Linked DNA regions of Sus scrofa: all the other regions are linked to region 1. Evidence: chromatin contacts called from public Hi-C, HiChIP or PLAC-seq and promoter capture Hi-C data. All regions are on one chromosome and are shown on one strand. Each heading gives the region's core, a stretch centred on a gene start, on an enhancer-like site or on the middle of the called end of the contact. The rest is flanking DNA. Distances are from core to core; before and after follow the strand shown. Region 1 holds the start of NCDN (neurochondrin). Region 2 holds the start of ZMYM1 (zinc finger MYM-type protein 1). Region 3 holds the start of SFPQ (splicing factor, proline- and glutamine-rich). Region 4 holds the start of AGO3 (eukaryotic translation initiation factor 2C, 3). Region 5 holds the start of LOC102165851 (vegetative cell wall protein gp1-like).

Region 1 (6,114 bases), core at 1,739-4,238:
CTGGCGCCTCCTTGGTGGTCAGGAGACGATTGGGGAAGGTGAAGCCGACGGCATCAAAGATCCGCCGCCGAGTTTTGGCATCGATGTCACCTGCTTTGACTGCCTTGGTCACCTAAGGGAGGTATGGGCTATCAGCAGGATGAAAGGAAGAGGTGGCAAAGACTGTCCCCTGCCCTCTGGGGGGGTGGGGACATTAGCAGGACTAGGTTATATAACAGGATGCTCTGGGGTCAGGGAGCCTTCCAGAGATCATTTCATCCAGCTCCTTCCTTCTCCCCAGAGACAGATAGGTGTGACCTCTGGGATCCCTCATCTATGATAACCCCTGTGGAAGAGAGGTCTGGTCCTCCTCAACTACTTGTTCTGCCATTTCATCACCTCGTTAGTTGAGAAGTTCTTCGTGATGTCTAAGCTAGATGCCCATAACCAGAGTTGGAAGAGGCTTAGTACTCAGTGTTAAAAATCCTCCAAGGATTTAGGGGACCTCCCTAATTGCTCTCTCCAGAGAAGTCTCTAATCCATTCCCGCCACCTCTTAGGGGAAATGGCTCCTGTGTCTCGCCACTCTGCCTGTCAAAACATTTCCCCTTACGTTTCACCTAAACACCTCCTCTGCTGCAGTGTGAGCCCTTGACTCTCGAGCCTTCTTCCTGTTGCCATGGCAAACAAGCAGCGGCTGTACTCCCTCCTCCCTTCACCCCCCACACACCAACACCCCCCCCCCCCAGCACTGCAGCTCCTGTTCTGCTGTCCCCAGCTTGAGTTCCTCCAATGGGGTCAAGCCCCGAACCAGATCCTTCACCTTCAACCTACATACTGCCATCCTGGCTATCCCCTAGGACCCTTTCCCAGTCATTCCCAGTCCCACTACTCTCTCTACCCCCAGAACAATTATCCCCAGCCCTCAAGTACTCTGCACTAGTTACTACCTGCTGCTGTTACCCTATGAGTCAGCTCCCATCTGCTCTGGGATGCCCCAGAGAGCAGACCTAGGCAGCCTCCTCCAAGGCTCCCAGGGGGTGAATAAACCCCTGTTCTCCCCTTTGCTCCCACACTCAGGGGAGCAAAACTGAGTTCACAGGTAGATGCCTTGGGCCTTCTTTGGTGCCACAGGATTACCAGCACCACTTTGGGGACTTGTTGACCCCATTCCTTGGGGGCCCAACCACCCGGCCCTCCCCACTTCCCAATTTTCAGTCAGTTCCTTACTAGCAGCAGGGCTGCAAACTGCTCGCTGTCATTCTTGGCCTCACGGAGGGCTCCAAGGTAGCGCTCCAGGGTGGGGTTTCGGCCCTCTGCCTGGTTCAGAGCTGGCTCGCAATCCGAGGCCATGATGCCCGCCTTGCCCAACTGTGAACACAAGAGGGACTGAGCATCCCTCTGCAGAGGAGGGGTGGGGGTGGGAGTGGAGGATGGAGGGAAGGATTAGCACAGAGGGGAGGATCAGGAGGGACGGACTCCTCAGAACTGACCTCCCTTGGGGAAGCCCCTATAAGAGGCTGGACCCACAAGTCCTTAGGGATGAAGAAGGGACCCTGGTCCAAGGTCACCTCCAGAAAGCGGGAAAGAAGGACCATGCATCCTGCTGCCCAGCTGGACAGCTAACCTCACCAATTTCCTTGGGGTGGGAGGGGGCTGGCCCCACTGCTCCGCTGCCACCTGGCACCAAAGGCCAGGTTTTGTTTCCCTCCATCAGGCATACAGGGAAGGAGTGGTGAGGACAGACAAGGAGGAATGGAAACATACATGGGTGAAGTTCGATTATCCGGACTCAGGCCGACAAGAGGGAAAAGGGCATCTTGGGTTTCCTTTCCCCTCCCTTCTTCAGAAAAGGCAGGAGACAAGCTTCAGCAGAAGTGAAGAAACAGGGCGCTGACCAGGGAAGGCTAGGAGGCCCCTCTGGGGACCCCACCCCTCCAGCCAGGTCTCTCAGTCGCCCCCGCAGGCTCCTTGCCTCCTCTCCTTTCCCTCCCTCGGGCAGAAGCTGCAGCAGCAGCAGCAGCAGAAGCAACAGCAGAATTAACCCTTTGCGTTCCCTCTCCTCGCCCTCCCCGCCCGGCTACCAGCCTGTCGATGCCGGAAGGGGCTGGAGAAGCAAGAAGGGGTCCCGGGTAGCTCCCAGGACAACGGAGAATCCAAAAGCCGGATAATCGAAGCGGGGCTGCTGAGATGGGGAGATGAGAAGGGGAGGAGGATTCCTGGCGGTCACCACCTGTCCCGCAGCAGCCAGGTCACAACACGACATTGATGAAGTCACGACAGGGCGGCGATGAGATCACACTTCACGATGGCGCGGTGATGTCACGGAGAGATCACGGCAAAATCACGACATGGGACAGCCCCCAAAGATGACAGGGCAAATTTGTAAAAAAAGATATAGCTATATACTGAAAAGGGCTGTGACAAAATGGAGTCTCGACAGAGCACGGTGATGTCGCGATATGGCGCGATGGAGTCGCGATAGGGTCCCCGGGGTGTGTGGGCATCGATCAGCGCCGGCTCCGAGTGGCCCCAGCTGGGATGTAGGGGAGGGCCTGAAGGGGGCTGAGCTCACCAGGCTGCGGCCCCGAGCAGCGAAGTCTTCTCCGAGCGCGATGCTCCAGGAGCCTGGGGCCGCTGCTCACGCCGCGTTGCCCACTCCTGGCTCCAGGCTGCTGCAGCTCCACCCCCACCCCCGCACCGCTCTCGACCAATCCGCCGCGGCCTCACTCCAGGCTCTGGCCAATGGCACGGCTGGGCGCTAAGCCGTAGGGGGTGCTGCCGCTGCCGCCATCTTGCTTATGGGTATTGCCAGAGTCTGAGGCCTGGGGCTCCGCAGGGCGGGTGAAGGTGCAGACCGCCTCGGAAGAGCAGGAGGCGACACCTTGGGGACCCCGCTTCCTTCGCTCGTGCGTAGTTCTAACCCCCCCCTCCCCCGGCACTATCCCTCCTCCACCTCTGGCTCGAGGATGGAATTGAGCTTCCGGGGGCAGGAGGGCTTGCTTAGGATGCGAAGTGTGTTTCCGGGTTGAGCCCGGGAGGTGGGAGGGGGCGGTGTTTCGGCCGCCGTAGCTGACCGGAGAGGCTGAGGCGAGAGGGAGCTATCCCGGTGGGGAGCCCGCACCCCCTTCTTCCTTTTCCTCCTCCTCTGGGTGAGAGGAGCGAAGGTTGGGGCCCTGACCCCATGGACCGGGAGGAGGCGGAGGCCGCCGAGAGCCGGGGCCCCGCTGTGTGGCCCTGAGCCCCGGTAGGTGGCCGGGGGCGGCTGGCTGCCAGGCGGAGGACCACGAGCTCAAGGGAGGGGCAAGCGGGAGAGGCTCTTTCTGTGTGTGCGCTGGGACCCGGAGGTGGTGCTCCTGGTCCCACTAGAGCAGCCAGCTGTTTCTGGTTTTGCAGGTTCGGAGCTCGAGTTCCAGGTTGAATCCCGCCCGGGCCTGGTCATGCGGCTCCCTCTATTCCCCGACAGACAGAATGGCCTCGAAACTCAGCTGGTCTTCTTCCCTCGCCCATAGCTACTGTCCCTGGTGTTTGTTCCCCCACCAAGACAGAAAGTTGAACAGAATAAGGGGGGCGGGGCTGAGCACTACGTGTGAATTATGATGCGAAACCTGTCTTATTCAGGACTTGGAAAATTATGCCCCACAGAAGGGTCCTGTGGTGGCCGCAGTGAGCACAAAGGTGAAATGAAGGAAGTCAAGAGAAAAGACCTCTGGCGAGATTCCAGGAAAGCTTTGCTTTCTCTCACCTCAGGGAGGTTGTGTCCAACCGACAGTAGATGCAGTTAGTGAGGAGCATTAGCCGACTCTCCGTGTGTTTTCTTATCTGATTAATCAGACTGGAAGCTAGGAACAAACTGGAAAGACGACCTCCCAGAACAATCTGTTCATTTTTCCAGCTATTTGGAAAACAATGTCTGCAAATATAAGCAAAGCTATTCATGGCAGTCTGTTCTGTAACTTTCCCAAATATCTTAGACTTTTCTTTTTAAGGAGCTTTATTCTTGATTACTCATACCAGCTGAATAGGCTGTTTCAGCCGTGCTCTGTCGTTGCTCAAACATATCTTATCGCTGGGTACATAAATGGAGTTCCACGTATGTAGCTGACAGACTGAACTATGATACATCCCCCATCAACCTGAAGTATTAAGTAAACATTACCCCCTGCTCTGTCTGAACAGCTGCTGCAACAGAGAGTGCTTTTATTTCGGGTGTACTTGTAACGCCCTAAATGCCAGAACTATTGCAAGCTTTTCTAGATTTTCATTTGTCAAGTATTGTGGGGGTGTGTGTTCTCTCCATGGGCTGTTTCCCTTTGCTTCTATAACAAACCATTTGGATCTTGGTGATGTATTGTTCTTGCCTCTGGTCAGCAAGCCTCTGGCTGGACCCTAGGAGTGATTTGTGCCCTTAGGCAATTGTAGGTTTCGGAGGAATGGCTGGGAGTTCACAGGAAAATAACTGCCTCTCTCTCATGCATGATTTGCGAGACATTGCACTTCTAATCATCTTGCTAATCCAATGGTGTTTATTACTCCCATTTTCAAAAGCTATTCATTTCTTTTATGCTTCTGTCGCCCACCTGCCACGCTATTGATGACAGGTGTTGAGTCACCTTGAATTTAAAATCCTTTTGTGGTAGGCAGAAATGTGTTGGATGAGATTCATACACACACACACACACACACACACACACACACACTCTCTCTCTCTCTCTCTCTCTCTCACCCATTCCATCGTGAAAGTCTAGAAAAGTTGCTGGATATACTTTCTGGCTTAGGCTCCATTTCATAATCTCTTAAGTGTGTCTCTGGACCACAGACCTTGTTGCCCCCTTCTCCCTAACATACAACTACAAACCACTAGAAATAGTAATGGATGGAAGCACATGAGAAAGATGAAGTACTTCAGATGCTTAAGGCTCAATTAAAGCTTTTTCTTGGGTGAGCCATACCTTAGCTTTGTAGCTCTGTGTGTGCGTTTGTCTATTTCCTGGTATTAATTGGTATTAATATCCAACCTATACAGTGCTGGCTGGGACTTTGTGTTGTCAGTCTGTGTCATTTGCCAGATGTGGATGACAGGTGCATATTTAGGGCAGAGGACTTTTGAATTCCTTCTTCACAATTCAGCAATTCTTGTAATGCTGCCAAGATTTATATAATAATTTATATAATATAGGGAAATCATGTAAGAAGAAACTGATGGAAAATCATTTTTTTTCTTCTGGAAAGGACCTAAATCATTCAGCTCTTTGGCGTTCCTGTCGTGGCTCAGTGGGTTAAGGATCTGGTGTTGCTGTGAGCTGTGGTGTAGGTCGCAGACGTGGCTTGCTTGGATCCTGCGTTGCTGTGGCTCTGGCATAGGCCAGTGGCTACAGCTTCAATTAGACCCCTAACCAGGGAACCTCCATATGCCGCAGGAGCAGCCCAAAAAATGGCCAAAAGACAAAAAAAAAAAAAAAAAAAAAAATCAGCCCCTAGATTCTAGAGTAGCCAGCACAATGCGTAGTACCTAATAGAGGCTATGTAAATACCTGTCAATGGATTTAAGTGAGGAATTGCCAATGCTTCTAGGGATCTGGGAGGTTACATCAAAGTGTAAGCAGAATCTGTTTTAAAGGTAAGAGTGGTGGGGACTGGAGCAAGCTGGAGAGTGCATGGCCTGCTTAAAGACAGTCACATTAAAAGATTTTAAAAACATGGCTAGAAAGACCTTCAGATTAGCTTACCTCTCATGCTCCAAACTTAATAGATAAGAAAGTGTGTTTGGACAAAGTCACAAAGCTGTTAGTCTAACTGGAACTGAAATTCAGATTTTTGCAGTCTGGTGCTCTTTCCATTCTTCCACATAGATGATTAGCTGTTAGATTAGAAAATAATGGAATATAAAGTGTTTCAGTTTTGCAGTGGATTCATTTCATACCCCTTGCTATGTTTTTATCCTGATAATTATAGGCTATGTCAAAGCTCAGGTTTAAAATTTATAGGCAGGTATGAACAGTGAAAGACAAACTTGAAATTTCTCTTTTCCCTAATTCTGTCACATTCTTTAGCACTCTGCATTTTGAGGAATCAATTATTAATCACTTGGCATATCATTTTTTCTTTTTCTTTCTTTCTAGTGGACTGGTCCTGC
Region 2 (6,114 bases), core at 1,839-4,338, 440 kb after region 1:
ACATTAACATACAGGGTAACAAAAGTAAGAATGAAGGCTGTCTGGTCAGAAACAATGAAGGCCAGAGAGCAGTGGGATTATCTTTAAAATGCTGGGGGGGTGAGCAACGTAAAATTCTAGTCAGTAAAAATACCCTTCAAAAATAAAGGTGAAATAAGGACATTTTTAGATAAGTGAAAATGTAAGAATTTACCACCAGCAAAACCTACACTGTAGAAATACTAAAGGGCTTGTGTGTATGTGTGTCTTTTTAAGGCTGCACTCTCAGCATATGGAGATTCCCAGACTAGGGGTCCAATTAGAGCGGTAGCTGCCAGCCCACACCATAGCTACAGCAACGTGGGATCTGAGTCTCATCTGAGACCTACACCACAGGTCACGGCAATGCCGGATCCTTAACCCACTGATGAAGGCCAGGGATTGAATCTGTGTCCTCATGGATACTAGTCAGATTCGTTTCCACTGAGCCACAATGAGAACTCCTAAAGGCAATTCTTTAAGCTCAAGTGAAATACATGATAGAAATTTGGCATAAGGATCGGAAAAGAAGTAAACAAATTGTCTTTATTTGTAAACAGCATGATTGCATATATAGTAAACCCTAAGGAATCTCCTCTTCCTTTCCCCCTGCCCCCATAAAACTACTAGAGTAAAATTCAGCAGGATCATGGAATAATACAAGGCGTGCGTGTGTATTTTTTTTTTTTTTTTTGGCTGCACCTGCGGCATACAGAAATTCCTGGGTCAGAGACTGAACCTGAGCCACAGCTGTTGACAATGCTGGATCCTTAACCCACTCGCCACCAGGGAACTCCCACAAGGTCAATATTTTAAAACATCCTGGAGTACCCTGGTGGCCTAGGGGGTTAAGGGTCCAGAGTTGTCACCACTGTGGCATGCGTTCTGTCCCTGGCCTGGGAACTTCCACATGGCGCAAGAATGAGAAAAAAAAAAATCCTAGCGGGAGTTTTTATGGAACTTTAAAGAAGATTATAATGTACATAAAATGAAGACACAACCTAGAATAGGCACTACAATCTCAAAAAAGAAAAAAGTTGGAGAATTTACTAAAAGTCATAGTAATCAAGATGGTGTGGTATGGATACAAGCCACAGCAGCAACTCCTACAGCTACTTCTTTATGCATTACACTTTGCAAAGGTTTGCTGAGTTCTGCAAGCTCTTTTGCTGGCATGAGAGGGAGAGGGAGGCAGAAGCCTAAATGCTTCTCAAAAGAAACTAAAATGTGTCCATTCTTAGTTCTGTGGTAATGGGGAGCCACTACTTATGAAGTGCATAGATATGGGGGTTAGACTAGGGTGTGCAGACTCTCATAAACCTCTGCCTAGAGTTCCTGTTGTGGCTCAGCGGTAACAAACCCAACTAGTATCCATGAGGATGCAGGTTCAGTCCCTGGTCCCACTCAGTGGGTCAAGGATCCAGTGTTGCCATGGGCTGCAGTGTAGGTGGAAGTTTCCACTCTGATCTGGAGTTGCTGTGGCCTAGGCCTGCAAAGATTCAACCCCCTAGTCTGGGAACTTCCATATGCCTCAAAAGCAAACAAAACAAAACAAAACCTCTGCCTAGAACAGTATGATAACTGCAACAATGTAAACATATATGAGGTACAAAGCAGAAATGAGGGAAGAGAAAATGGTCAAAGAAATCTTCTAAAAGGTTAAATTTCAACTAGGTTTTAGTTTACTTTTTTAATTTTAATTTTTTTAAGGCCGCATCTTTGGCATATGAAAGTTCCTGGGCTAGGGGTCGAATGGAAGCTGCAGCTGCTTTATAGCAATGTCAACACCAGATCTGAGGCTCATCTGTGACCTATGCCACTGCAGCAGCACCAGATCCTCTGAGTCCAGGGATAGAACTGCATCCTCAAAGACACCATGTTGGGTTCTTAACCTGCTGAGCCACAAGGTAAACTCCCTTGAGCTGGGTTTTAAAGTAGGGGTCTGGAGTTTCCCAGTGGCTCAGCAGGTTAAGGATCCAGCGTTGTCACTGCTGCGGCTGGCTGGGGTCGCTGCTGTGGGGAGGGTTTGATCCCTGACAGGAGAACTTTGGCATGTGTGGGAGCTGTCAAAAACAAACAAGCACCACCATAAAGGAGCTGTCTATGAAACAATGATGGGGGATAGTCAAGGTATAGGGATAGCTTGTGGAAAAACACAAACATATGAGAATTTTAAGAAATGAAGTTATTGTTGAAGATAAAGTAAGCGTGATAGTGGAAGGAAATTAAGTTAGAAAAGCATGGGTCATATCGGGAAGATCCCTGAACACCAAAAACCTTGAACTTAATTTTGTACATAGAAACTTTTGGCGTTAAGGAATCATTTCATTTGTATTTTTTTTTAATCTAAAAATTTATTTAATGCTCTTGCCTCAACCTAAGAGTTAAATGGGCAAAGTGTTGATTCCCGCTTCCATCACGGTTAAGAGTAATACAGTTCTTGCACCTTCATCTAATCCCCATTTCAAATCAGAATACAGCACGAGCCAAGATTTTAAAGTAATTAAAAATAAAAAAAACTTCTTTTGGCTCAGATCCTGTTACAACTCTACTTGCAAAAGGAGTTCCACGATTTTTTTAAGTTTGAAAAAAAATCATTCATTGCTTAACGAAGGAGAGCCACAGGTGTGATCAAATGTATGCTTTAGAAGCGGAAGCCGAGGAGGGAGACCAAAGGCTGAAATCCCAGTTACACCGCAGGAGCAGCAGGCGGCCGGCGAGAAACGTTGGAAGCTGTAGACCACGACACCCTACTCGGAGCGCAACGTGAAAGGAGACGACAAACACGACCCGGCGGCGTGACCCTGAACGCCCACCCCCATAAGGCGACATCCACACGCAGGCCGGGTCCCCAGAACCCGGGCCTCCCGGACACTTCATCCTCCCTCCGACTGGCGAAACTCTCCACCTACCTCGGGTAAAGCACAGGACTAAAGACCAACGCCACAGCCGCTCAAGGAGGTTCACAAGTTTCGCTGAAGGACGTTCACCGCGCCAGGATTCTCAAAGAAACTGCGACGCGAAATGGTCACACAGACCCCACCCCCTTCCCGTAGTGCTTTGCGGCCGAGCCTGCGCAGTGCACTCCGCTGGGCTTGGCTCCTGCTCCAGCAGTCGAAAAAGGAGGCTTTGGGACTAGAAAAGGGGTGGGAGAGGGGCGGGTTGGACTGGGCGGATAGGCGCTTAGCTATTAGCCCTTGAAGCCTTGTCTAGATGGCAGTCAAATTTAGCTAGAGCAGCAGCCGACGTTGACTTAGATAGAGCTCAGGAGAGGCAATTACATTTACTGAATTCGAGATATGGCTCTGTTGGCAACTTCGGTAACATACCAATTTCTTCACCAATTATCTCGGGATAATTATAGTGCCTACAGTATAAACTTGCGAAGATTAGGAAGATAATGGTTAGGAGTTCCCGCCAGTTCCTGGCATGGCGGGTTAAGGATGTCACCTTGCTGCACGTGGCTTGAATTCAGTCCCTAGCCCAAGAACTTCCACATGCCTTTGAGTGTGTCCAAAAAAAGAAAAGGCAATGGTTAGTAAAGTGCCAGGTATAGAGTATATTCCCACCAAAAAGAATTAATCTGCAGAGATAATGATAGGGATAGAATAGGATAGTTACACAGGTAGTTGTAGAAGTCCCACTAGGGGATTATATATAGGGAAAACTAAGGAACTTTGGGAGATCACTGTAAGTTAATAATTACTCAGGAAAGCCATCAGAATGTGGTGGAATGAAGCAGGTGTGCTTACCTATAAAACCATAAATAGAAGCATGATAAAGATGAAATGGGACCTACATTCAAGTTCAGCAAAAATAATGATCCTTAGGCTCAAGGACAGGAATTTAAGCTAAGGATGATATTCCAAAATAGGAGACCCTCATTATACAGAAACCTGAGATGATTCAACATATTTTAGTTTATGTTAGGTCCCTTCTGCTGATTTGAATAAGCACCACGAAAATCCTAGTTTGATCTCATAGGGTCAAATACTCTCTTACCTGATACAAAGGAGGAGCTAATGCTGTAAGCCTGAAAAATAAGGAAGAAGGAGGTCTTCTTCCCCTCCCCACTTTCCTTGGATTGTAATCTGATCCTAATCCTCAGGACAGAACCACCCCATCTGCCTGCTTGTATCCCTCACTGTCCTAGCCCAAGCTAGGGGTCCAATCAGAGCTACAGCAGCAGCAACACCAGATCCGAGCCACTTCTGCGACCTGCACCACAGCTTAAGGCTGTGCCAGATCCTTAACCCACTGAGCGAGGCCAGGGATAGAACCCGCAACCTCATGGTTCCTAGTCAGATTCATTTCTGCTGAGCCACGAAGGGAACTCCTCATGTCCTATTTTATATATCCATTTCTTTCCTATCACGTTGCCGCTCGCTGAGTTCCTTCTGCCCTAAGACACAAAAAAACTTGAGCAAGTCCAGACAACAGGTGAATGATTCTAATTTAAAAACTGTGGGTTTGGCAGTCCCACTGTGGTGCAATAGGATCAGCAGCCTCTTGGGAGCACGGGACGCAGGTTCAATCCCTGGCCTGGCACAGTAGGTTTGGCTCGGATCTGATCCCTGGCCTGGGAGCTCCATGTGGTGTGGGGCGGCCAAAAAAAAAAAAAAAACAACAACCAAAAAACACCTGTGAGTTCAAGTCCCAATCTGGGTTTTGGCTGCATTAAAGTCAAACGTGTTTTGGTTTCAATAAGAGAAAGAGAGTTCAGGCTTCTTCCATTTTGAGGAGCTCTCAGTATATTAACATTAAAATAATCTCAAAACGGTGTGGCAAAAAAAAAAATCATGGTTGTTTTAAACGCTATTTAAAAAATTTAACAGTCTCAACACCTCAACAAATAAGTATAGGATCAAACAGTTGTGCTATTCCTCAGGTCATAATAGGATGATAAAAGATAAAGTTTAATGATGAATTTAGGGGACCATGGAGATGTTACCACTAACAAGCTATGGCTTGAGCAAGTCCCTTGAGCTTTCTGAGCCTCAGTTTCTTCATCTGTAAAAATGGATTACAGTAAACCCCACTGGAGCTATTGGGAGGATTTGAGATATTTTATTTTATTTTTAGGGTCACACCCATGGAATATGGAAGGTCCAAGACTAGGGAGAGAATCAGAGCCACAGCTGCCAGCCTGCGCTACAGGCACAGCCATAAAGATCCGAGCCACATCTGCAACCTACACCACAGCTCAAGGCAATGCTGGATCCCTGACCCACTGAGTGAGGCCAGGGATCAAACCTACATCCTCATGAACACTATGTTGGGTTCTTAACCTGCTAAGTCACAATGGGAACTCATAAAATGTTATCTATTTATCTCCTAAATAGCCCCAATCATAACCTTGTATCACTTTATTTATTGTCTTTTTAGGGCTGTACCCATGGCATATGAAGGTTCCCAGGCTAGGGGTCAAATTGGAGCTGCAGTTGCTGACCTATACCACAACCACAGCAAGGCAGGATCCGAGCCACATCTGTGACCTACACCATGGCTCATGGCAACACTGGACCCTTAACCCACTGATCAAGGCCAGGGGTCAAATCCACATCCTCATGGATACTAATCAGGTTCATTATCGTTGCACCATGGCAGGAATTCCCTGTATCACTATTATAATGAGGAGAAACTTCATAAATTCAGGGGAAAAAAAAATCAAGAGTCATGGAGTTCTCTTGCGGCACAGTAGGTTAAGGATCCAGCACTAGCATTGCAGTGGCTTGGGTCACTGCTGTGGCATGGGTTCAGTCCCTGGCCAAGGAACTTCCATATGCTGTGTGCGTGGCCAAGAAAAATAAAATCAAGAGTCAAAGAATGATGCAAAATAGTAATACATGATTACTTGTTAGTACACAACAAGCACTAATCAGCTTTTTAGTACACAGCTAATTGGCAATAAGTGAAAAATGTGCAACGGAGAGAATAAGAATGAATCATAATTCTGTTTTTCTCCTGGAAGAGCCCGTCTCCATCCTTAAGATTGTTTACGCTAAAATAAGTTTTTTTTAAAAAGCACCCTAATTATGTGTCTCAGGACAACCATTTGAAATACATTCTGGGTTTTATTTTCTGGTTATCACACAA
Region 3 (6,114 bases), core at 1,094-3,593, 340 kb after region 1:
AAAAACCAACAAACCAAGATTTGTGGCAATTATAACATCTAAAGTAGGTAATAGGGAGTTCCCGTTGTGGCGCAGTGGGTTAAGAACCTGACTCAGCAGCTCAGGTTGCTGCAGAGGAGCAGGTTTGATCCCTTGCCCAGTACAGTGTGTTACAAGATCTGGCATTGCCACAGTAGGATGCAGCTGTGGCTCAGATTCAATCCCTGGCCTGGGAATTTCCGTATGCTTCAGGTGCAGCCATTAAAACATGAAAACAAAAAATAAATGGGTGACACAAGTTATAAATATAAGAATATGAGAGATAATGAAAAAGTGATACAGTTAATGGTTTGCAGGTTTTGATGAGGTCAAAAAATCAGAGTTACTGGAGTTTCCGTCGTGGCGCAGTGGTTAACGAATCCGACTAGGAACCATGAGGTTGCGGGTTCGATCCCTGCCCTTGCTCAGTGGGTTAACGATCTGGCGTTGCCATGAGCTGTGGTGTAGGTTGCAGACGCGGCTCGGATCCCGTGTTGCTGTGGCTCTGGTGTAGGCCGGTGGCTACAGCTCCGATTCAACCCCTAGCCTGGGAATCTCCATATGCCGAGGGAGCGGCCCAAGAAATAGCAACAACAACAACAAAAAAGACAAAAAAAAAAAAAAAAATCAGAGTTACTATGTCAGACAGTTGAGATGTTTGAAATAGTGCTTTTTAGGAATGTTGTGGCAATAACATAGGATTAACTATGATGTGGGTGGGATAGCTGATATAGGATGTAAAGAGATTGTTGGAGGTGAGGAGGTAGAGAACATAGATGTCAAGTGATGAACAGAATCAGAAAGGACGACAATGAGTCATAAGCTAATATTTATTGAGGGAGGAATTATCCACCCAAAGGTCCATAGATGACATTAAGAGAGGTATCAAGGGAAATGGCTTATGCTCTTCAAAGTAGTTGGATTCTGCCCCTTCGTTGATATGTATAGATAATTCAATATTGTAATTTTATGTTTTTATTTTTCTGATTTGCATTTTTTAAAAATTTATTTATTTATTTATTTGTCTTTTTGCCTTTCTAGGGCCACACCTGCAACATATGGAGATTCCCAGGCTAGGGGTCTAATCGGAGCTGTAGCCACCCGCCTACACCAGAGAGGCAGCAACGCAGGATATGAGCTGTGTCTGCGACCTATACCACAGCTCAGGGCAACGCTGGATCCTTAACCCACTGAGCGAGGCCAGGGATCCAACGCACAACCTCATGGTTCCTAGTCGGATTCGTTAACCACTGAGCCACGACGGGAACTCCTGATTTGCATTTTTAAACATTTCTTATGATTTTTTTTTTTCTGTTATAGTTGCTATACAGTGTTCTGTCGATTTTTACTGTGTGAAGTGATCCAGTAATACATATATATATATATACATATTCTTTTCTCACATTATCCCCCATCATTTCCATCACAAGTGACTAGATATAGTTGCCTGTGCTATACAGCAGCATCTCATTGCTTACCCACTCCAAATGCAATAGTTTGCATCTATTAACCCCAAACTCCCAGTCCACCTCCCTCCCTCCCCTTTCCCCTAGGCAACCACAAGTCTGTTCTTCCAGTCCATGAGTTTCTTTTCTGTGGAAAGATTCATTTGTTTTGTATTAATAATCTAGTTTTAAAGCATCTTAATCTGTCCATAAAGTGTTTTGTGGTTTGTAGAATTAAGAAAAACGTTCATTTCTTCCTGTGATGTGTTTGTAAATTAGTGTATACACACAAAATCAAGGCCTTTCTTTTTGAACAAAGAGCAATCACTAAAGCCCATGGCGACACTTTTACTGCTAGAACAAACCAGTACTCCAGTGAGATTCCAAAATGAAATCAGTAAGATCAAGTGTGCGAAATCGGTAAAAAAAAATTTTTCTCTAAATTTATGGGCCCAGCACAAGGTAGAAAAGATAGCAGGCACTTAATTTATGCTTTTGAGCTGGAGGCTGTAGGTTCTTTCTGGGGGAGGATATCAGCAGGCTGCTCTTAAGGGCAATCAAGAAAGAAAGGACTTGCTAACATCTCTCCCCAGGAGCTGATAGGGCCCTGGCTATCTGCTTCCAAGGGAAAAATTGCTCCGGCGAACCCATTCAAATATCTCTCAGCAAATCACCGTCACCTACAGCCAACTCCTTTTCCGCCCATTGGCTTACTGGAAACTTCAGCCACTCCATGCCTCCCGCCTCTCATCCGGGAGCCAATAGGAAAGATTAACTCCTCGTAACTTAGCGTCATCAAGTACAGTAATTGCAATTGGCTATTGCTGCTATTGATCCAGAAGTAGGCGGGGCCAAGCCAGCCGGCCTATATAAGAGGAGGACAAAGGCGGCGCGCCGCCTGTGTCATCCGCCATCTTGTGAGAAGCAAGGTGGCCTCCACGTTTCCTGAACGTCTTCTCCGCTTCTGCCTCGACCGCCCCTTGGTTACAGACATGTCTCGGGATCGGTTCCGAAGCCGGGGCGGTGGCGGTGGCGGCTTCCACCGGCGCGGAGGGGGCGGCGGCCGCGGCGGCCTCCACGATTTCCGCTCCCCGCCGCCAGGCATGGGCCTCAATCAGAACCGCGGACCTATGGGGCCCGGCCCGGGCCAGGGTGGTCCCAAGCCCCCGATCCCGCCACCGCCTCCGCACCAGCAACAGCAACAGCCGCCGCCGCAGCAGCCGCCACCACAGCAGCCGCCGCCGCTTCAGCCGCCGCCGCACCAGCCACCGCCGCATCAGCAGCCGCCGCCGCCTCCACAGGACTCGTCCAAGCCCGTCGTTTCTCAGGGGCCCGGCCCGGCTCCCGGAGTAGGCAACGCTCCCCCGGCTTCTGGTTCGGCGCCGCCCGCCACCCCCCCGACCTCCGGGGCCCCCACGGGGTCGGGCCCCACCCCGACCCCGCCGCCGGCCGTCACTTCGGCGCCCCCCGGGGCACCTCCGCCTGCGCCGCCGAGCGGCGGTGTCCCCACCACCCCGCCTCAGGCTGGGGGCCCGCCTCCTCCACCCGCAGGGGGCCCAGGCCCCGGACCTAAGCAGGGCCCGGGACCTGGCGGCCCCAAAGGCGGCAAAATGCCAGGCGGGCCGAAGCCCGGCGGCGGCCCGGGCCTAAGCACCCCTGGCGGCCACGCCAAACCGCCGCACCGAGGCGGTGGGGAGCCCCGCGGCGGCCGGCAGCACCACCCGCCGTACCACCAGCAGCACCACCAAGGGCCACCACCGGGCGGGCCCGGCGGCCGCAGTGAGGAAAAGATCTCGGACTCGGAGGTGAGTGTCTCCCAGACCTACGCGTCGGTTTCTCTAAGATGGCGGCGGCCCCCTCTTTTCCCTTCCCTTCCCCTCCCCGCCCTCCATTTTGTCGGAGACCGGAAAGAGCGCCTGCGCGCGGGAGACGAGGAGGGGCGGGGCCGGCTGCCGGAGCGGGAGGCGGATGGCGTGGGTCCGCTAGCAGGCCCCTGTGGTTGGCCACCCGACTGGCGCAGCAGTCGCGGGGGTGGCCTTAAGGTGATGCTAAGCTATGGTGCGCCGTATTGAAACTAGCGGACTTTTGGAACCAGAGCAGAGTGAAATGTAGGATTGGAGAGATGGAGGGAGTTCCGGTCCTAAGCGCGCAGGCGCAAGTCTTGTCGTTGACAATGACACTTCCGTCCCTTTCCCTTCTTGTTAATACTTAAGCACTCTCTTATGTTTTGTCTGCTACGATTTTGATTCTGTCGGGGATACTCGGCATACGGCTGATGAGGTCCTGTTATAGAGCTTAATCTAGGGAGGTCTTCCTATTCGATTTCAAGAGTATACTGGGTGATTTTGGCTGTTTGCTGTTAGGATTGTAGTTGTGTCATGAAACCCGTAAATGTAGTAGCATTTTTTGTTTTTAAATGGAACAGAAAAGCGACTGGATTGGTAACATCCAGTTTGGGGAAAAAAGATTATTACTGGGTTTTCCTATTTTCCAGAGGTCATTGGTGTCTGAAAATACCTTTTTTTTCATTAGGGTTTTAAAGCCAACTTGTCTCTCTTGAGGAGGCCTGGAGAGAAAACTTATACCCAACGTTGTCGGTTGTTTGTTGGGAATCTACCTGCTGATATCACAGAGGATGAATTTAAAAGACTATTTGCTAAATATGGAGAACCGGGAGAAGTTTTCATCAACAAAGGGAAAGGATTCGGATTTATTAAGCTTGTGAGTGTGGTTATTTGTTTTTGTGGGGGTTTTTTTTTTTTTGGTGTAATTTAAAGGGTTTTGTTTTTTCCTAATACAAACATACTGTATTTTAAACTAACCAGCAAGGATAAATTGCTTTTAGAATTTTTTATCATGCTCAAATTAAGGATGCAACTGCAGTATAGTGCGTAATGTTGGTTTCTCAAGAAACAAGGAGTTGGGTTGGTAAGGTATTTACCTTACCTCCCTAGAGCAATGTCAGGAAGGGCTGCCTGGAGATAGTTGAACTGAGCTGGTGGAAGAATCGTATTGGGAAATAGGCTTGCGACAATTTTAGGGTGGATATCAGCCAGTTTTGAGGTCATTAACATGAATGTATGTCTTTCAGGAATCTAGAGCTTTGGCTGAAATTGCTAAAGCTGAACTTGATGATACACCGATGAGAGGTAGACAGCTTCGGGTTCGATTTGCCACACATGCTGCTGCCCTTTCTGTTCGAAATCTTTCACCTTATGTTTCCAATGAACTGTTGGAAGAAGCCTTTAGCCAGTTTGGTCCTATTGAAAGGGCTGTTGTAATTGTGGATGATCGTGGAAGATCTACCGGGAAAGGCATTGTAGAATTTGCTTCTAAACCAGCAGCAAGAAAAGCATTTGAAAGATGCAGTGAAGGTGTTTTCTTACTGACAACGTAAGTTTTTTTTAATGCTTATTCTGGCAATTTTGATTTATTGATCTGTATGAGGAAACTGCACTAAAATAGGAACAAAAGTTAAGATGGAACCATTTTTGTTGTTAGAACTCCTCGTCCAGTCATTGTGGAGCCACTTGAACAGTTAGATGACGAAGATGGTCTTCCTGAAAAACTTGCGCAGAAGAATCCAATGTATCAAAAGTAAGATTGATTAAACTTTGGGACAGTTTTTGAGAATGAACAAGAACTTGTTTATAGTAGTTTTTCAAGTTTGCTTAAAATACACGAAATTCTTCAAAATGGAAATGCTTAATTAGGAACTCTAGGCTTATAAAGTTAGCAGTTTTGAATCAGTGTATCCTTTTTTGTTTGGTTTTTTTAGGGCCAAACCTGTGGCATATATGAAGGTTCCCAGGCCAGGGATCAAATCAGAGCTGTAGCTACTTGCCTATGCCACAGCAACCACAAATCGAGCCACCTCTGCCACCTACACCACAGCTTATGGCAACGCCAGATCCTTAACCCACTGAGTGAAGCCAGGGATTGAACCTCTGTCCTCATGGATGCTAGTCAGATTCAGTTTCCACTGAGCCACAACAGGAACTCCAATGTATCATTTTGGGCATTAACATGTACTATTTTTGCTGGAAAGATAACAACCAAAGTGGCTTTTATTTTCTTCTGTTATTTCCTACAAGTGACAGGCCCACTAGAAGACCATTGTTTTTTAGGGGAAATCAAACATTTCTGTGTGCATCCATAAATTGGTTCATGTTTAAATATTGTCAGGGAGAGAGAAACTCCTCCTCGTTTTGCCCAGCATGGCACATTTGAGTATGAATATTCTCAGCGGTGGAAGTCCTTGGATGAAATGGAAAAACAGCAACGGGAACAAGTTGAAAAAAACATGAAAGATGCAAAAGACAAATTGGAAAGTGAAATGGAAGATGCCTATCATGAGCACCAGGCAAATCTTTTGCGTCAAGGTAAAAGTTTCCCCTGTGTGAATTTTGCTGTTAGGATCAGTTGCCTTTTTAGCTTATTAGATAGAAATTAATGTGACTCTAAAATAAAATTTTCCAATGTTCAGATTTGATGAGACGCCAGGAAGAATTAAGGCGCATGGAAGAACTTCACAATCAAGAAATGCAGAAACGTAAAGAAATGCAATTGAGGTAAAATTTTGTTAAATTAAAATTTACCTTTTGCTTTCTGCATTAAATGTCTCTAAATTTTGAAGGTGAATCAGGATGTA
Region 4 (6,114 bases), core at 2,554-5,053, 330 kb before region 1:
AGCAGGTTAAGGATCTGGCATTGTCACTTCTGTGGCGCAGGTTCGATCCCTGGGTTGAGAACATTCACATGCCCTGGGCATGCCCCCCCCAAAATAATAAAAACACATAGCAAGTGATTAAAGAAATGAAATCTAATGGCATTATATATTTTAGTACTTTCAAATCCACAACTTTTATCTATCCCATTCAAATCTAGCTTCTATATATCATTTGTAACTTGTCCGCAAATGACTTTTTAAAATTTTAATTACTAAAGAAATGCTGGGAGTTCCCACTTTGGCTCAGTGATAATGAACTTGACTAGTATCCATGAGGACACATCCCTGGCCTTGCTCAGGGGGTTAAAGATCCGGTGTTGCCATGAGCTGTGGTGTACGTCACAGGCGTGGCTCTGATATGGCGTTGCTGTGGCTGTGGTTTAGGCCGGCAACTGCAGCTCTAATTCAACCCCTAGCCGGGGAACTTCCATATGCCACCGGTGTGGAGAAAGAGAAAGAAAGGAAGGAAGGAAGGGAGTTCCCGTTGTGGCGCAGTGGTTGACGAATCCGACTAAGAACCATGAGGTTGTGGGTTCGATCCCTGCCCTTGCTCACTGGGTTAACGATCCGGCGTTGCTGTGAGCTGTGGTGTAGGTTGCAGATGCAGCTCGGATCCTGCGTTGCTGTGGCTCTGGCATAGGCTGGAAGCTACAGCTCTGATTCGACCCCTAGCCTGGGAACCTCCATATGCTGCGGGAGCGGCCCAAAGAAATAGCAAAAAGACAAAAAAAAAAAAAAAAGGAAGGAAGGAAGGAAAGAGAGAAAGAGAAAGAAAGGAAGAAAGAAGGAAAGAAAGAAATGTAGAGTGCTGAAACAACTATATCCAAACACTAATTTAAGAATATAACTAAGAAACAACCTACTCATTTTGCAAGACTGTATGAGACAACTACCGAACAGTTCAAATCATTTTGCCTTATCATTAATTTAAGATAATAGAAAATTTTTTTCTTCCATCAGTAGGTAAGTACAATTCCTTAGGCCCTCAACAGTAGTCTGACTTTACCTAAAAATACAGACTAGAATAGTATGTCCTAAAAAAGTTATTCAGGAAAACTGCTATCTCCATGAACTTTTCTGCTTCTTCTATTCCCACTTTATTTAGAATGAAAATATAACATATATACTCTTAGTCCAGCTGTAATTAAACCATAAAAATTAGTTTCATCAAAAGTTCCCTTAATTAAGGAGTCATAGGCACAGGTGCTAAACTATCAATCATTATTATTTAAAAACCAATTATGCATTGAGAACTATGTCTAGATACTCATGTTGCAACAGAAGAAATGGTGGGGGAAAAACTGTAATTGTAATGTATACATGTAAGGATAACCTGACCCCCTTGCTGTACAGTGGGAAAATAAAATTTAAAAAAAAAAAACAAAAAACAATTATGTCTGCCAGCTTTTTGGTTAAATCAAAGTTCACACAGTACTAAATCAGTACATTATACAGGACATCCTTTAAAAAATCACTTAAAATATTACATACGAAAGGAAAATGTAGACAAATATTAACTTTTGGTGAAGAATGACTCATCAAGAAACAATTATACAGAATTTGTATCTGAAGTCCTCTAATGTAAATAAATTCGTTTTCTATGTATCCACCTAACAACTAGAATTTATAACACCTTGCCATAAGATGATTCCTGAAAATCTACATAGAAAAGAAAAACTCAGATCAGAATTGGAGGGTTAAGAACCAACACTGACTCAACAGACTATCAGAGAACATGTGCATCTAAATTTTTGAAAGCAAAATGTATTATCTGTCAAATTCTTGATTTTAAATTTAGCTGCATATTTTCCTCAACTATGCTTTCAATTTCACTTGCTGCATAACAATTACATGTAAGTCTTACGAAGAAAGAAAATTTTGTTCTTGAAGATGACAATCTTGAGCCAAATTATAATTTATCTTCTTTAGTAAATCATGTTTAAGCTGCACTGAAGAATAAACTTTGTGTTTCAAGATGTCCACGTATATGGTTGATAAATCTAACCATACCTCTGCAGATGTGAAGACAGTTAAATGGGTATATATTTCAGTGATAGCACATGAAAAATGAGGTAAAAGTTGTCTATCGCTCAAGAATTCATAGCAGCATTTAATGAATCATACTTGGTTAGGTGGACTAATTGACTAGGTGGTTTGACTTCAGAAGTATTTTCTAAGATGCTATCCACATATTTGGGAATAATTTCATATGAAAAACCCAAAGAAGAAAAAGAAAAAAACTAAAAATGTTTTGGAAATGTCTTTAAAATTTTAAGATAATTAGTAAAGTCTTTAACTTTCATGTTTGTTTTTCAGGCTCAACAATAGAACAGTTATATAAAAATTACATATAGTTTCCAAATCATCACAATCTCTAAATAGTGTATTAGAAAATTGAAAAACAAAAAACAAAAAAGGTAGGATAGGGCAGTTTTGGAAATACACAAATCGATGATAAACAAGAGTCTAAAACTCCTGATAATCTAGACAAACTTGCCCTTTTTAAGACGACATGAATAAGAGGGGAAAATGGAGCATGCAAAAGAGAAATGATAGAAATTGATTAGAGAAAATTCCATATAATAAAACTTGTAATAAACCTTTCTCTCCAGCCCATCTCTACAATTTCTAAGTGCTTTTTGCATCTACTTGATAATTATACTCCTTAACGCAGTCAACAAAATCTTTATTATCATGTCACTGGTTTCTTTTATATGATTTTTTTCTTATCTCATATTTAAGTGCCTCCCGAACTGGCAAAATGAGATGTGAAATTCAGGGACTTGTGATCCTATTAGTAACAAGATACCCCCCCAAATATCTTCAAAATTAATTTATAAATTTCTGACTGGATGAAGCATACTTCCAAATTTAGCATACCAAGTATGATCATTTGGAAAGCAAACCGTTACGTAACACCTACTTTATGTCCTTCAGTTAATTACGGACCATAAAGAGTGCTTTTTCATTCTTTTTTTTTTTTTTTTTTTTTACGATAAGCACTGCCCATGTTGCAATTTTTTTCTCAAGACTGTCATTTTTCCCAAAGAGAGAAACAATTTTCTTAAATTCCAAATTTCCAAGAATATGATGGCCGATTCTCTAGGAAAAAAAAGAAAAATGGAAAAAGACAGGTAGCTAGATAGACCGACGGACAGAAATTTTAAGACCTATCGCCTCACATAAGCAGTGATCCAGGCTGATAATGACATTTCCAAGATCCTCAGAAACTATATACCATGCTGCCACAAACATCAGATGAGAACTCAGGGATGACACAAATGCCATCTTGCATTTGACGTTGCACTAATACCTATCTTAAACTTAGTTTTTATCTGTTATCCTAATGCATCCTCATGACTACCTTAAAAGATAAGCAAGGGAGAGTGCCGGCCGCCCAGTGCCCCTACGGGACACACAACCTGGTCAAAGGACACACACACCGTTACATCTTCAACTGGAATAACAGAAGCGATGACAAACGCTTCTGGACTCCAGTGAAAGAGTAATATCGCCTAGAGAACCCTAAACTTCAATTTTGTCAGCAGCGTCTCCTCCCCGCAGTTTCGCCCACTCCGTGGCCGGGGGAACCGCCGCAGGGCTGCGGGGAGGCGGAGGAGGGGCCGGGGGCGGAGGAGGGAGCCACCCGGGCGCCGCTCACCTCGCGCACCTGGGCCTGGGCGGAGGGAGCGACGACGTTCTGGGGATACCTCGGCGAACGGACCAGCAGCTCTGACTCACTCACCTGCGGAGCCGATTTCCATTCATGGAGCTGGGGGGAGTGCTTCGAGCGAGAAGGGCGCCCGCCACTGAGGGCAAGGTGGCGGCGCAGGGAGCGACGCGGCGCGACAGGAACCCTCACTCGGCCCGGAGGCGGGGTGGCGACAGCTTCTCCTCAGCAACCGCACTCTGAAAGCTCCCGTCAGGAAGATCGGCCGTCGGGAGGCAGCACGAGACTAGAAGAGAGGAAGAAGCGTGTGGCGAGAAGAGAAGAGCTCCGTACGGAACTTGCGTCGCCCGCGGCCGCTTACGCTCCCACTGCCTCTCCACGACTGCGGCGCCGCCGCCGACCTCCCCGGGGGCCGCCCCCGGAAGCCCGCTGGCGTCAGTTCCGCTGCCCGGGCTCGCCGGACGTCCAAGCCTCGCCTCTCAGCCTAGCCGTGCGGGCGCGGCCGGCGCGGAGGACGCAGGGGAGGTGTCACCGAGCGGGCGCCGCGCCTGGGCGGGGCCTGAGGCGAGCGCGGCCGTGGGTGGCGAGCGCGGCGGGGCCGGCCCTCCCGCTGTCCTCTGCCGGGCGGTGCAGGCCGGAGACAACCCCGAGGGGCTGGACTCCTCCTGCCGCCTTGATGCAGGGCCGTGCTTGTCTGAGACGACGTCTTAGAGGGCGGCGTAGCCAACCTGCACAGGAGCCTCCCGGGAACGTGGTTAGTGCGACGGGCAGGACAAAGATCTGAGGGCCCTGGGCCGATCTCCGGTCTTGGGTAAAAACCCCCTCCTTCTCGAAACCCTCTCACCACGCCCGGTTTGGACCGCCTCACACGCCTCCTCTGCAGGCGGTGAAGTGATCACCACAGTTGATCACTCCGTTTGTAGAGTTGCTTTGACGACCATTTTTTTTTGGGGGGGGGAATGTACACTATAACTCTGTTAGATTAAGAAACATGACTTTACACAAACATCAGCTCGAATAACTTCCATGTTTAAAACTCTTTAATAACGCCTGGTCAGGCTAAGACCCAAAGTCCATTCTGGGGCCAAACCGCCTGTTGTAACGGGGCCCCAGCCTTTCCCCTCAAGTGAGAATCTTCCTCGTCGCTATGCTACAGCTATACTGGTCTGCTTCCAATTCCCGCAAAAGGAAAAGTGCCTAATAGACCTGGAGCGTCTCTGCTTCTGGTTCCCTTGGCAGGAGCCCTCTTCCTCTTCACCCTCACCCCTTCCCCTCAGCTCCCCAACCGCTCTTCATACTTCGACTTCAGACATCTCAGAGGTCTTGCCCGGACGTCTGATCTATGATCAGTGACTTCTGTATATTATTACAGTATTTCCTAATAGCCCATATCCCAATCTGCAGTTTTCATGTACTAGTTTATTATGTGCCGTCTCCCCCACTAGAATGTAAGCTTTATAAGGTTATTAGGACCAGCACATTAGTCTTTCTTGCCTTAAAGAAATATGATACTATTTTATTCAGGATGAGGAATGATTCATGATTTTTCCCTACGTCCCGAAGCATCAGTAATGTTTTAGACTTTTAATAATCAAAATACACTCTTTTTAAAAAAGCTTTGGACAAAGAGGAAAAGGAAAAAATATCCTATCTTTAGTCCAGCCCAATCACTGAGGGGACTTTGATCAGTCACTTGAGCCTCTCTGGGCTTCAGTTTCCTCACAGCTGTGAAGTTAACGAATGCACGTTATGCATCCAGAAAATCCACCCTAAATGTTAGTAAGAATGTATTTACTATAGTTACCATTTTAAAGCACTTATTAGATGCACCTACCATATAGTAAACACTTTATAAGTTGACTTTTATAACTTTACCTTTTACAAAAAATGCTCTCCCCAATTTTAAAATATCAAATGTTACTAGATGAAACACTGTATCTTAAAAGTTACTTTGAATCCTTGACTAAAGGGATTCCACAGCAGTTGACAGGGGTAAATATCAACTTTTGCAAGGGTCTATCACACCCTCAACCCCCTCAACAGGTTCCCTAAATGACTGTAGGCTTCTTAGGTGTCTCCCAGAATAGACATAGTGACGATGAGGACCCCAAAGGTAAGCCTTATTTGATGACATGGATGAAGCAGAATTTGGACCTTCTAATTCAATCCAATTTAATAAATGTCAATGATGCCTTCCCATTTACTGTTGCTACTCAGGATCCCCCATCTCTAAGCCCGTGTGAAAGGCTCATGAATTGTAATGTCAGGAAATAGGAATATTTCAGATATATACAGATATATCTCCTATGCATAGGAAGTTACAGTATCAGGAAATAGGAAGGCAAAAAAGTTTGATTCTTCCAAAAGCAAAGTTGTGAGAGCTCTCCTCTGAGCACATGCACATC
Region 5 (6,114 bases), core at 2,136-4,635, 290 kb before region 1:
CATAGAGGGCCCAGAGAGTAGCAAAAGGGGTCAATTTTAAGAGAGAGGAGGTCCTTGGGAAAGGGTTGGAGCAGAGCCAGCTCCCACCACTTTGTCCTCTCTTGCCACCAGCCAGACTGCTGCCCCTGGTTTTATTTTCTAGCTTGAGAGGAAAGGGGGGAGGAGAAAAACTGCCCAAGAGAACCCTTTGTCCACATCTACTATTGTTCTTGCCAGTAGAGGACCAGCCCAGGTGGGAGGAGAGAGGGATAAACCAGCCCAGAAGCTCCCATCACCAGAGATCTGCTTTCACAGTCAGCCAGGCTGGGGGGATGGGGCATATCCTCAGCTGGGGGGTCAGGAAGAGGTCAGAACCATTCATGGGAGGGGCAGGCTTCCCAGAGCTAAGCTGCTGTATCTCCTAACCACCTGTCAAGTCTACCCCACTCTGCAGACAGGGAAATGGAGGCCCAGCCTAGGGGGAAGAGGCCTACAGGAATCAGCTACCTGGGGAAGTGAAAGTCTAATGACTAGCACCTGGCAGCCTACCCCAGGAAGAGCTGGAGGGAAATTGTACACAAGCCACAGACAGACATACACACATAGAGGAACACACTTAATACACACCCAAACACACACTTAGGCCTGGATAGATTACCTTCATACACATATCCCTCACCACCCTAGATTTTGATTTCTTCAAAGATATAAAGGCTGTATCTGCCTTGGTCACTGCTGAATTTCCAGTGCCAGGCATATAGGAGGGGTCCAATATACAGATATCAAATGAATTAACAAACAGATCCAAAGACACATCACAAAGAACACACACGCATGCACAGCACACAAACACCTGCAAACTGCTCAGAAACAATTACAAATCCTGCACAGGACAAACCTGACCCTGGTGGAAGTAGCGGGTAAGAGACACCCTTCCCCTCCCTATGTTCTAATATTCCATTCACCTCCATAGCCTCCCAGGCTGAATAATTGTTTGGAGCCTTGGGAGAAACTCATCCCCTAGAGCTAGGGGCTGGGTAGAAATGATGGGGGATGGGACAGACACTCAAGTCTCAAAGCCTTCTCTTCCCCAGAACTACACACCAGACTTAGCCTTAGGCACCCTCTACTCCTAGAAGGCTTGGGGAAAACAGGGAGCCCCCACCTTCACCTTCATCCCCAAAATAGGGAAGGCAGGAGGAATAGAGAACCCCTTCCTCACCAGATCCCCCTGCAAGGCTTTCAAAGTTCCCCTCTAACCCCACCCTGCCCCCAGCTTTTAGTCTGAGAAAGGGAGACACTTCCCTTCAGACCCAGACAGGGACAGACGGCCACTTTGTGATGCAGATGAGGGCCCCAGCACAGAGGACAAAGCTTGGGCCTTGGGGGAAAGGGGCGGGGCCCTTCCCTGCAGACAAAAGCAAGGAGGGAGGGGCTATGAAAAGGACACTCCCCCTCCCCCATCCCCAACCAGCCGGGAGAAGGAAAAGTATCAGAGCTGAAAGGCTTGGCTCAGGGATTCCTTCCCTGCAGTTCTGAGGCCCACATACCTCCCAAGGAGCTAGACTGTCCATTCAAAAGACAAACTCAAGGCTAGGTTAGCTGTCTGATAAGCAAAGACTAAGAGGCCAATCTCACCAAAAAGTATCACACACTGAGTACATCAAATTATTAAACATTCACATATGTGTTAACCATTTACGTTCACACTAGAATTTGATTTAATTCAAAAAATAAACATGTACTTCTGTCAGGGCCTCCACAGATAAATCAGACACCACCTCTACCCTGGGAGTTCCCAGTCCAGTATATGTGCTTAAAACACACTTAAGCACAGAAGGCACATCTGGACATAAGCCCAATGAAGCCAGCAACAATACTTTGCTTTGTGTATCATATCCTCCGACCTCCAAGAAAATCATCTGGGCCTAGGAAGGAGGCAGTTATGGAAATCCCTCCACTCACAGCTTTCAGAATAAATTCCAATTACCAGGCAAGTAAAGCCTGCCCCATTAAGGTACAGCCAACTCCAGATACCAGGCTCCAGTTTCTTCCCTATAAGCTTATTTATTTACAACAACAAAGTCAAATTTTTCATCACTCCAGAGTCCATTAGGCATTCATCATTAGATAAATGATCAACAAGATCATTCACAGTCTGGAATGAGTGCCAGCTCCCAGCAATCCATCTGGACCTCTGTGACCCATTCCTACCCTAGTCCATAGGTTGTCGCAAGTTGTCTCCAGCCCAGAAAACTAGGAGAGTTCCCTGAACGGAGAAAGGGGCCTAAGGGAAGAAGGAAGTAGTTTTCTCAAGTCAGTTGCTCCCAGCATTCCAGCTTTGTTTTTGTCTTGGGGAAAGTAGTCACTAAGTACTTAGAAGTCACTGAATAGATGACTTGAATGTGCTGGTAGGAGCTATTTCCTTGAGGGGAATAGCTGTGGTATAAAAGACAAAGATTCTTCAACCAGAAATGAAATTCATGTCCCCAGTGGAAATCCTATTCCCACCCCCAGATCAAATGGAAGGAAGTGGTGAGACAAGACCTAAAGGTCCATACTCCTCCCATCAAAGGTCTCCTATCTAGGACACAGGAGGTGTCTCCACCCTACAGCCCATCCAAGGACTCTGGTCTTCTTGGGGCAGCTCTGCCTCAGTTTCTCTTCTACTCTTACCTACTTTTCTCCTGGTTGTGAGTAACGAGACATTAAAGCTATGATCTGAGACTCATCAGGGTGAAGGCTATAAACTTCCCCCTACTCCAAACAACTTATTTGCGGCAAAAGGCTAGCTTGGCAACCTGTAATAACATGGCCCTAGGAGTTTCTGGGGAGTAGAGAGAGGAAAAGAAAAGATACCCAGTGGGGGATAGCAGCCATAAAAACATTAAGGTATAGAAAGATTAGGCTGTCACCTCTGGAGACATTTCAATAGAGAGGTCATTATACTTGGATTAAAAGATCCCAACTCTGTTCACTACTGGACCAGAAACATGCAAACCGGAAAGACAACCCCTTCTAGGCAAACCTGGCCCTGACTTCGGTTCCTAAGTAACCAATACATTTTCTAAGGCCTGTCTTCAGGAAGGACCCGTCTCTAACCTAAAACATTGCTTCTATCTCAGTCTTTCCTCATCCCAGTAGCAGAATAAGGCACTTTGGCAGTTTCCTTCAATCCATTCTTGGCAAACTGTGACTGAAGGTTTTCAGGGCCAAGTGCAAGAGCCTCAGGATGGGGAAGGGGCCCATTTCCATTTGCGCTAAGCCAGCATGACCTAAGAGAGAATACACCCCATCCTCGCGCTCCTTTTTCCAAGCCAAACCTGGCACGATTGGGGGTGGGGGGGTTCGGGCGGCCACGCCCCCACCACATCAGGCAGCCCCTTCCAGCTGCCACCTCCGCGCATGCTCCGGCGCCTCTTCTCCAGCTCCCCAGACTCAAGGGGGGGAATCCCGGGGCTGGATCCCCACCCACCGCCCCCTGACCCTCGCCCCCGCGTTAGGCCCGGCTGGGGCGGAGCTCACAGCCCAGATCTGGCGCCTTCTCCCGAAAAGACACAAACCCAACCCAGCCTAGCCGGGATGAACCCCCGCCCCCGGCATGCGGCAGCTCAGGGCCCATCTGTGTCGACCCCCTCCTCTCCTGAACACCTGGAGCCCGCCCCCTGCCACCTGCCGTGCCTCTCCCTAGGCCTCCCGGGATCTCTAGGACTCCTTACGTGTGTTCAGGCCCTTCTCTCAGATCACTTCCCACCTCCAGGAGTGCATACAGTCTCTGATAAATGGCCCTCGTCTCAGAGCTCCCTTCACAAGGTTTCCCCCGGAACTGCACACAGCCCCCTTCAAACTGGGCCCCCCATCTCTTAAGAGCCCCTTTCTTCACTCAGGAAACCTTTCCTCACTCGGAAATCCTGCCCTTTACGCGGAAGTACCCTGGTCCTTGGAGCATGCACCGTCCCCCCTTCCCGGGGGCCCTTACCTGCTCCCGAGGGTCCCGCTTCCATCCCATATACCCGTGCGGAGGTCAGGCGGCCCAGAGACTGTGGAGTCCAGTGTGAGGGGTCTAGATACCCCGCACTCTAGCTGCTCAGGCTCCCGGGCCGGGCTCGGCTCCCCCCGCCAAGCCCGGCCGCTCGCGCCGCCACCGCCGCAGCCTCCGTTGCCGCCGCCGCCGCGGAGCCTGCAGCAGCTCCCCCTGCGAGCGCCCGGCCAGCTGCCAGTGCGCAGGCGCGACCGCCAGGCCCAGGGGGCGGACGGGAACGAGTCAAACGGGGCGCTCCGACGGCAACAAAGGCCAATGGAGAGGGGCGGGGGCACCGGGGACCGGAGGCAGCGGCCCCTGGCGGTCACCCGTCGCCATGCAGCCCGGCGGGAGGGCTCCGGTGGAGGCGCCGCGGCACCGCGCGGTAGCGTTAAGTGGGGCGGGGCGGGAGGACACCCCTGCAGCAGCCTCCGGCCCTGTCTTTTCCCCAAATGGGTCCCTCCAAGCCCATACACAGCCTTCCCCCTTCGCACAGAGCCACGCGTGCATATCCACCACGTTCCCGGGCCACCCTCACACACTCTGAGAGACCCATCACCCAGGGGCCCTGCCTCCCACCTCTCCTCCCAATCACCCTCATCCTTCAAGCTTCGGCTGCAAAGCGACTGCCTCCGCGAAGCCTTTCTCCGTCCCCAGTCACTGAACTCACTGACGCCACCCTCTCTTCCAGGCCAAGTGCTGGGCGCTGAGACCACAGATGTGAAAGAGACCTTGCCTACCCTGGAAGATGTCACATTCTCAAACTTAAGTGCAGCTACCGAGCACTACCTGCGGGACCTGGGAAGCACCTGTCTCCACTTTCTCATCTACAGCTCACGCCTGAACTCAGTCAATCCGCTTCTGCCCCTCACCACGCCACTTAAAACACTTTTTGTGTCTAAATTCAAAGGATAATTTTCAGTCCCTATTTCTCTGCGGCATATGACACTGTGCCTCTCCTTCCTTTTTGAGCCTTCCACTTGGCTTCAGCATTTTCTGAGGTCTTCTATTGTTTATGTCCTCTTCAGTCTTCTTCAAGGACCCTTCCCCCCTGCTTTCAACGCATTAAGTAACAGTGTTCATCATGGTTCCACACCCAGCTCTTCCTTCTCATTCCACTTTCCACTTTCCCCTTAAAAGTGTCATTCACTCTTATGGCTCAACTATCCTTCCAAATCTCTATTTCCAACCATGTCTCAGACTCATATTTCCAAATGTCTGCTGGACAGCTCCACCTGGATAAACCAGCCCTTCAAATTTAGAGTCCCAAACCAAACTCTCTTTCCCCTACAAATGTGCCTGTCCTGTACCTCCTGTCTCTGCAAAGGGCACCTTCACCCCAGAAATGATCCTTGCTTCTTCACCCATACAGCCAGCTGTTTACCAAGACCTGACTTGTTTACTTCCTGAACTGCTCTCATATGTCGTCCTTGCCATTCTGATGGTTCCTTGTGCTGGTGCAGACCCTTATCATGTCTTGCCAAAAGTACGTTACCTTGCTAGTTTCACAGATTCTGGGAACATTACTCCCATTCAGTCCCCTTCAACTGATAGGTGGCAAGAGACCCAGTTCAAACATAACTTTTCCATATTTTCATTCATATGCATTCATCCGCATGTATTGTTTGACACCTACTTTCCACTAGATGCTGTGCAGAAGGCTAGAAACTTAACAGAGACCATACCAGTCACTATCCATTGGAGGAGATTAATTTCTGACACTTTTCATAGTATCCTTTGCTTTTCTCTGAAGAGTTTCACAAACAGCAGGCATCAGCTTTGTTAAAACACTGAATGCTGAGCACCACCTCCAGAATTTATGATTCAGGAGGTCTTAGGTGGGACACAAAGAATATGGATTTCTAATATGTTTTCAGATGAGGCTGATGCTGCTGATCTGGGGACATTTTGAGAACTAGTGCTCCAACAATATAAAGTTAAGAACAAAGGCTCTAGAATCACACTGTTCTGGTTTCAACCCAGGTGCTGCCATTTACTAGCTGTGTTAACACCGAGCAAATGACTTAATTTTTCTGTGTCTTAATTTTCTCCTCCCCCGTTTCAAAGGGTGAAAATAGTACCTACCTCACTGGGCTGTTATTAATACATATAAA

The links. Promoter capture Hi-C pulls out the DNA fragments that hold promoters and counts their contacts. Hi-C and Micro-C count contacts between places; a contact is called where the count stands out from the background. HiChIP or PLAC-seq counts read pairs in DNA pulled down with a chosen protein or histone mark.
Region 2: a promoter capture Hi-C map of fetal liver shows a contact between it and region 1, with 3 times the contacts expected there. The contact joins the promoter of ZMYM1 here to the promoter of NCDN in region 1. A contact is called at or near these places in 1 of 5 promoter capture datasets (fetal liver) and 1 of 2 datasets of contacts at active chromatin or transcription factors (skeletal muscle).
Region 3: a contact with region 1 is called in a promoter capture Hi-C map of fetal liver, with 2.1 times the contacts expected there. The contact joins the promoter of SFPQ here to the promoter of NCDN in region 1. A contact is called at or near these places in 2 of 5 promoter capture datasets (fetal liver and liver), 7 of 47 Hi-C or Micro-C datasets (brain, embryonic fibroblasts, fetal heart ventricle and 4 more) and 1 of 2 datasets of contacts at active chromatin or transcription factors (alveolar macrophages).
Region 4: a contact with region 1 is called in an H3K27ac HiChIP or PLAC-seq map of alveolar macrophages. The contact joins the promoter of AGO3 here to the promoter of NCDN in region 1. A contact is called at or near these places in 1 of 5 promoter capture datasets (liver) and 1 of 2 datasets of contacts at active chromatin or transcription factors (alveolar macrophages).
Region 5: a contact with region 1 is called in a Hi-C map of epiblast stem cells, with 2.3 times the contacts expected there. The contact joins the promoter of LOC102165851 here to the promoter of NCDN in region 1. A contact is called at or near these places in 1 of 47 Hi-C or Micro-C datasets (epiblast stem cells) and 1 of 2 datasets of contacts at active chromatin or transcription factors (skeletal muscle).

What each region holds. Positions count from the first base shown.
Region 1 is chr6:91,744,424-91,750,537 of Sscrofa11.1, reverse strand. NCDN (neurochondrin) reads right to left here and starts at 2,988. Exons shown (of 7, transcript XM_021095914.1): 1 at 2,212-2,988; 2 at 1,209-1,349; 3 at 1-112. The coding sequence starts at 2,244. It overlaps KIAA0319L (dyslexia-associated protein KIAA0319-like protein homolog), which reads left to right and starts at 2,748. Exons shown (of 21, transcript XM_021095912.1): 1 at 2,748-2,887; 2 at 6,101-6,114.
Region 2 is chr6:91,309,128-91,315,241 of Sscrofa11.1, reverse strand. ZMYM1 (zinc finger MYM-type protein 1) reads right to left here and starts at 3,088. Exons shown (of 11, transcript XM_021095889.1): 1 at 2,931-3,088.
Region 3 is chr6:91,404,465-91,410,578 of Sscrofa11.1, reverse strand. It overlaps SFPQ (splicing factor, proline- and glutamine-rich), which reads left to right and starts at 2,343. Exons shown (of 11, transcript XM_021095898.1): 1 at 2,343-3,268; 2 at 3,996-4,184; 3 at 4,555-4,856; 4 at 4,965-5,060; 5 at 5,649-5,845; 6 at 5,950-6,034. The coding sequence starts at 2,456.
Region 4 is chr6:92,079,654-92,085,767 of Sscrofa11.1, reverse strand. It overlaps AGO3 (eukaryotic translation initiation factor 2C, 3), which reads right to left and starts at 3,803. Exons shown (of 19, transcript NM_001194974.1): 1 at 3,785-3,803. The coding sequence starts at 3,803.
Region 5 is chr6:92,036,085-92,042,198 of Sscrofa11.1, reverse strand. LOC102165851 (vegetative cell wall protein gp1-like) reads left to right here and starts at 3,385. Exons shown (of 3, transcript XM_021097603.1): 1 at 3,385-3,698; 2 at 3,778-4,385; 3 at 4,692-5,175. The coding sequence starts at 3,385. The coding sequence ends at 4,915. AGO1 (argonaute 1, RISC catalytic component) reads right to left here and starts at 3,983. Exons shown (of 19, transcript NM_001194976.1): 1 at 3,959-3,983. The coding sequence starts at 3,983.